2 separate regions of the Sus scrofa genome follow, and region 2 is linked to region 1. A link is a contact called in public HiChIP or PLAC-seq data. All regions are on one chromosome and are shown on one strand. The core of a region is the stretch at or near the end of the contact, and the rest is flanking DNA. Distances in the headings are between cores, read along the strand shown. Region 1 overlaps CCM2L (cerebral cavernous malformations 2 protein-like). Region 2 has its middle 54 kb from the start of NOL4L.

Region 1 (2,700 bases), core at 102-2,601:
ACATCATGAGATCAATGAGGCATGGGAGGAAACCAAGGTGCAGGGAGGGGAGGTGACTGCAGTCACTGAGCTGGGAAAGAAAGCACAGGTATAGCCGTCTCACCTTCACAGCAAAGCAGTGATCCTTCCCATTTTACTCCGTGAGAATTCTGAGGCTCCGTGAGGGGACAGAACTTGTCCACGGTCACAGAGCTAGTGAGGAGGGCTGATGATAACAGCAACAGGACTGGTGATATTAATAAGTTAACATATATTTGGCGGTTACCCTGTGCCAAGGATCATCTCATTGAATGCCCTCGGTTCTGGGAAGCTGTAACTATTATTTGCCTTCATTTTGCAGGTGAAAAAACAAGCTTAGAGAAGCAAAGTACATAAGTCACAAAGCTAGTAAGTAGCGACAGAAGTCAAACAGAAGTCAAAGGGAGCACTCAGTGTATGCTAAGTACCTTATTTAATCCTCACAGCCCTACCGGGAGAACAGAAAAGGTTGTCTCAGTGCTACAGGTGTGACAAGTAAGGCTCAGTGTAATTACTCAAGGAGGGTTACACAACTAATACATGGGAACGTAACCACTGAGGCAATAATAATAACAATAATAAGCTAACATACAGTGAGCATTTGCTGTGTGCAGAGCATTATGCCATTATTCTCTGGCTCAGAGACTCGTGCAAGACCACCCAGCCCACAAGTGGCAGGTGGAGATCTGAACTCCACTCTCCAGGGAAGGTGGTTCCTCCGTGAGAAAGGAAGGGTTGACCCCCGAGGACTCACCCTGCTCCCCGGCCCACAGGGATGCGGCCCTTCATCCCGGACCAGGACATCGGCTACTTCGAGGGCTTCCTGGAGGGTGTGGGCATCCGCGAGGGTGGCATCCTCACCGACAGCTTCGGCCGCATCAAGCGCAGCATGAGCTCCACGTCGGCGTCCGCCGTGCGCAGCTACGATGGCGCGGCCCAGCGGCCCGAGGCGCAGGCCTTCCACCGGCTGCTGGCCGACATCACGCACGACATCGAGGCGCTGGCCCCGGACGACGACGACAGCACGGACGAGGAGTCCCGGGGGTCCCCGGGCGGGGGCGATGCAGCCGAGGACAACTACCTGTAGCCTGCGCCGCCGCCCCTGAAAAGGGCGGGGAAAGGGTGGTCCCGCAACCCTGCCTCTGCGACTCGCTCACTCTGGCCTGTGGGACTCCATCCCCAGGGTCCCCTGCTCAAACCCCAAGGCTCCACCCTCCGGTGGTCTCTGTCCCTACCCTTGGGGCTCCGGGCCCTGCAGTACCGAGAATGTCCTGCAGAGGGCGGAACCCTAACAGGGACCGAGCAGCCCCTCTGCCCACGGGTGGGCTGCGAACTGCTTCGTCTCACTAGCCCGGAGGGATCGGGCACTCGCTCCTCTTCCAGACTCCGTGGCTTTCTGGAGGCCGAGGGATAGATGAAGAGTTGGCGCCACCTGCTGGCCGATTGAGAAAAGAATTCCCAGCGCCTGATGGCCTCTACTCCTCCTACTACACAGTTTAGGAAACCGCTTCAAAAGGAGAAGGAACTTGAAGGAGTCTCCTGATTCCCCTCAGATGTTACCTCAAACTGACTCTACTAGATAGTGTAGAGGGTATTTTTAAAGCTCTGAATCCGGGTCTCATCTTCCCAGATGGCAGAGATTAGATGGTCAGGGTAGAAAAGTAGTTTCTTTCTACTGAGAGTGGATCCCCGGGAGGATGATCTGTGTCCCGGTCCTGGTCCCAAGGCTCTGAACAAGCTGCTTGTTCAGATCTTGCATTTGGAGCTGGACAGACCTAGGCCTCCTCTGTGGTAGGGGTCCTGGCCTCCTGGTGCCTCCCATTTCCTCTGCTGACCCTTGAGTTGGTCCCACCCACCTCACAGGGGCTGGTCATAGGGATCCCTGAAGGGCAAGACCTGCTGGGTCCGGCACATGATAGATGCTCAATAAATGCTGTTCCTTTCCCCACTGAACACTTTCGGACTCAGTTTATTTGTCTTTACCCTGTGTGCACTGGAACAGGTGTTGAGGTGGGGGTGAGATGTAAGAAGACCCTCAGGGAGCTCCCAGTTTGAGAGGAGGACCTAGGACTTGCCCCTCACAGCTCTCTTATAGCCCGGCTCCCAGCTCAAGGACCACAGAGCAGTACTCAAGATTCCACAGACAGCCATCACATCCGGGATAGTCAAAGAAACCCGAAGACAGGGTTGGAGTGGGAGAGAATTCGGGGTAAGCACAGCCTCAGAGGCTAAAAGAAAGAAGCCCTGAGGACTTCCCATCATGGCTCAGCAGCAACGTACCCGACTAGTACCCATGAGGACTCGGGTTCGATCCCTGGCCTTGCTGAGTGGGTGAAGGAGCCGGCATTGCCGTGAGCTGTGGTGTGAGTCGAAGACGCAACTTGGATCCCACGTGGCTGTGGCTGTGGCTGTGGCCAGCAGCTGCAGCACCGATTCAGCCCCTGGCCTAGGAACTTCCATATGCTGAGGGTGCGGCCCTTAAAAGACAAAAAAGAAGAAGAAGGAGAAGAAGAGGAAGAAGACAAAGAGGAAGAAGGAGAAGAAGCAGCAGCCCTGAGAAGAAGCAAGAGAACTGCATAGAAGGGCTAAAATTTAGTTGTGAACTTCATGTGGGCTTCCATGGCCAGACAGGCTACTTACCATGAGGTAGGTAGGTAACTACTAACACCAACGTCAATATAA
Region 2 (2,700 bases), core at 38-2,537, 560 kb after region 1:
CACTCAGTGTATCTTCAAGGCTCATCCGCGCTGTAGCGTGTCTCATTATGTCATTCCTTTTCACGGTCAAGTCATATTCCATCTTATGTTTATTAGTTCCTCAGTCGAAAAGCACTTAGGCTCTTTCTACCTTTTGGCTATTACAAATAATGCTAGTGATGTTTGTGTAAGTTTTGGGTGTGGACACACCGTTTCACTTCTCTGGGGTAGAGAGCTGGGAGTGGGATTGCCGGGTCATGGGGTAATTCTGTTTAACCTTTGGAGGAACTGCCAGGCGTTTTTCTAACATGACTGCACCGCTAACATTCCCGCCAACGGCAGAGAAGGGCATGGTGTCTCCACATTCTCACCAACCTGTGTTATTCTCTGTCTTTCGGATTCTAGCCACCGTAGCGGGTGTGACAAGGTCGCTCGTGTGGTTTGGGTTGCACGTGCCTGTCCCTGATGGCTGGTGATGTTCATGAAGCGTCTTTCATCTGCTTGTTGGCCATTTATCTTCCTTGCAGAAAGTCTATGTCCTTTGCCCATTAAAAAAAAGTGGGGGGGGGGGGCGTGGGAATTTCCGTTGTGACTCAGGGAGTTAAGAACTCGACTAGTATCCACGAGGATGTTGGCCTCACTCAGTGAGTTAAGGATCTGGCACTGCCGAAAGCTGCCGCACAGGTTGCAGATCCAGCTCGGGTCTGGCATTGCTGTGGCTGTGGTATAGGCTGGCAGCTGCAGCTTTGATTTGATCCCTAGCCTGGGAACTTCCATATGCCACAGGTGTGGCCCTAAAAAAAAAAAAGAAAGAAAGAAAAATGAGACGTGGCGTTCTCTTGTGGTGCAGCGGGTTAAGGATCTGGCGTTGTCACTGCAGCGCTTGGGCTGCTGCTGTGCTGTGGCTTCAGTCCCTGGCCCAGAAACATCTTTGTGCCAAGGGCACAGACAAGAAAAAAAAATTGGGTTGTGTCTTTATTATTAAATTATTGGCAGTAGGATTTGAACCCAGGTCCTGTTCTACCAACAGATCCTGCACTCGCAGGCGTGCACCCTTGCTTCCAAGGTGATCTGGAAGCACCTGAGGTCCTGGCCACCCTTGGGGCAGGTGAGGGCCAGCAAGCTGCCTGCAGAAGTGAGCCTGGCGGGGGCCCAGCCCACAAGAGGTGCCCAGTCCGCAGATGGACAGACAGATGAACAACTCTATCTCCAGGAACCAGTGAGCTAAAGGGGAAGAAACAAACCACTCAGAGTGAAAAGTCTGCACCCCAGAAGGAGGAAGCTCCAGGGGCCCTGCTCCAGGAGGTGGAGATAAAGCTCCACGCGGCCAAGCGGCCACCATGGCAACTGCTTCTCACGGAGGCGCTCAGTGCTGGTGACCTATCTGCCTGTTTTTAGGCTACTGACTGTTGGGCCATGTGCGGCTGGGAAGGGGAGGCCCAGGGAGATTATCAGGGAACCCGAGATCATATCTGTCCAGCGTGGGGGCTGAATGGGTCTGCAGGCGTGGCCGCTGGGCAGAGGAGAGTGGGGCCTGATGGGGTGTGGCCCACGGTGGCTCCGCTGCCCTGGCCATGGGAGCCCACTGTTTTGTTACCAAGGGAACTCGTGTCTTGAACATCTAGCTCTGGAGTCCAATGACCTGGCTCCAACCCCAGGCTCACTGTCTCCTGGTTGTGTGTCTGGGCAAGTTACTTCCCCTCTCTGAGCCTGGGTTCCCCTCCGGGGCGCTCTCTACGGATGGTGCTAAACAGGGTGAGATGAAATGAGAGCATAACATGGTCTTAACGTGGCCTCCGGTGGGGCCAGGCTGCTGGCGGCGCAGCTGGGGGCAGTAGGGCACCCACGGCACATCCCCGGGCCCGACTCAGAGCTAGAAGAAGGCCACCCTGGCCATCTGGGAAATAGAAGCCACAGGCTCCCCTGAGAGCTCCTGAGACCAGCCACTTGCAAGAAGCTTCGCCCTCAGACAGGAGCTTCAGTGCACGGCTGCTGAGTGGGCAGCTTCCGGAGACCCCAGAGCGAAGGTGGACCGTGCAGTGGCCATGACAGTAGCCCTTCACTCAGCAACCTGGGTTCAAATCCCAGCAGCACCACTTACTAGATATGAACCTTGGGCTAGGACTTGTCTCTCTGTGCCTTGGTTTACCCTTTGGAAAATGGAGCTGATGACAGCGCTTACTTTATAAAGTGGTTGTCAAGATTAAATGTGTTAAGACAGGGAAAATAAGGATTAAAGTCTTAGCTTTTTAAAAAATTTTTGGCCACACCCACAGCATGTGGAAGTCCCCTGGCCAGGGATTGAACCCATGCCACTACAGCGAAAACACCAGATCCATAGCCCACTGTGCCATAAGAGAACTCCAAGTCTTAGCTTCAAAATAAAGGTGAGGGAAGCTTCTGTTGTGGCTCAGAGGGTTAAGAACCCGACTAATATACATAAGGATGCAAGTTCAATCCCTGGCCTCGCTCAGTAGGTTAAGGATCTGGCGTTGCCGCAAACTGCGGTGTGGGTCATGGATGCAGCTCAGATCCACTGTTGCGGTGGCTGTGGCACAGATTTGCAGCTGCAGCTCTGAGTCGACCCTTAGCCCAGGAACTTACATACGCCACAGGTGCGGCCCTAAAAAAGACAAAAATTTAAACATCTGAAAATTAAAATAAAGGCTAGAGGAGTTCCTGCTGTAGTGCAGTGGGATCGACAGTGGCTCTGCAGCTGCA

Evidence for each region. HiChIP or PLAC-seq counts read pairs in DNA pulled down with a chosen protein or histone mark.
Region 2: a contact with region 1 is called in an H3K27ac HiChIP or PLAC-seq map of alveolar macrophages. The contact joins two enhancer-like sites. A contact is called at or near these places in 1 of 47 Hi-C or Micro-C datasets (embryonic fibroblasts) and 1 of 2 datasets of contacts at active chromatin or transcription factors (alveolar macrophages).

What each region holds. Positions count from the first base shown.
Region 1 is chr17:35,688,405-35,691,104 of Sscrofa11.1, forward strand. CCM2L (cerebral cavernous malformations 2 protein-like) reads left to right here. Exons shown (of 10, transcript XM_021077713.1): 10 at 792-1,971. Among named protein-coding and RNA genes, the nearest start is that of CCM2L, 19 kb to the left of the region's middle. Within about 2 kb of position 1,352, at least 14 of the 83 cell types and tissues checked have an H3K27ac peak or open chromatin away from gene starts, as enhancers often do. A contact at or near this core is called in alveolar macrophages, where this site is marked.
Region 2 is chr17:36,253,339-36,256,038 of Sscrofa11.1, forward strand. No RefSeq gene overlaps it. Among named protein-coding and RNA genes, the nearest start is that of NOL4L, 54 kb to the left of the region's middle. Within about 2 kb of position 1,288, at least 5 of the 83 cell types and tissues checked have an H3K27ac peak or open chromatin away from gene starts, as enhancers often do. A contact at or near this core is called in alveolar macrophages, where this site is marked.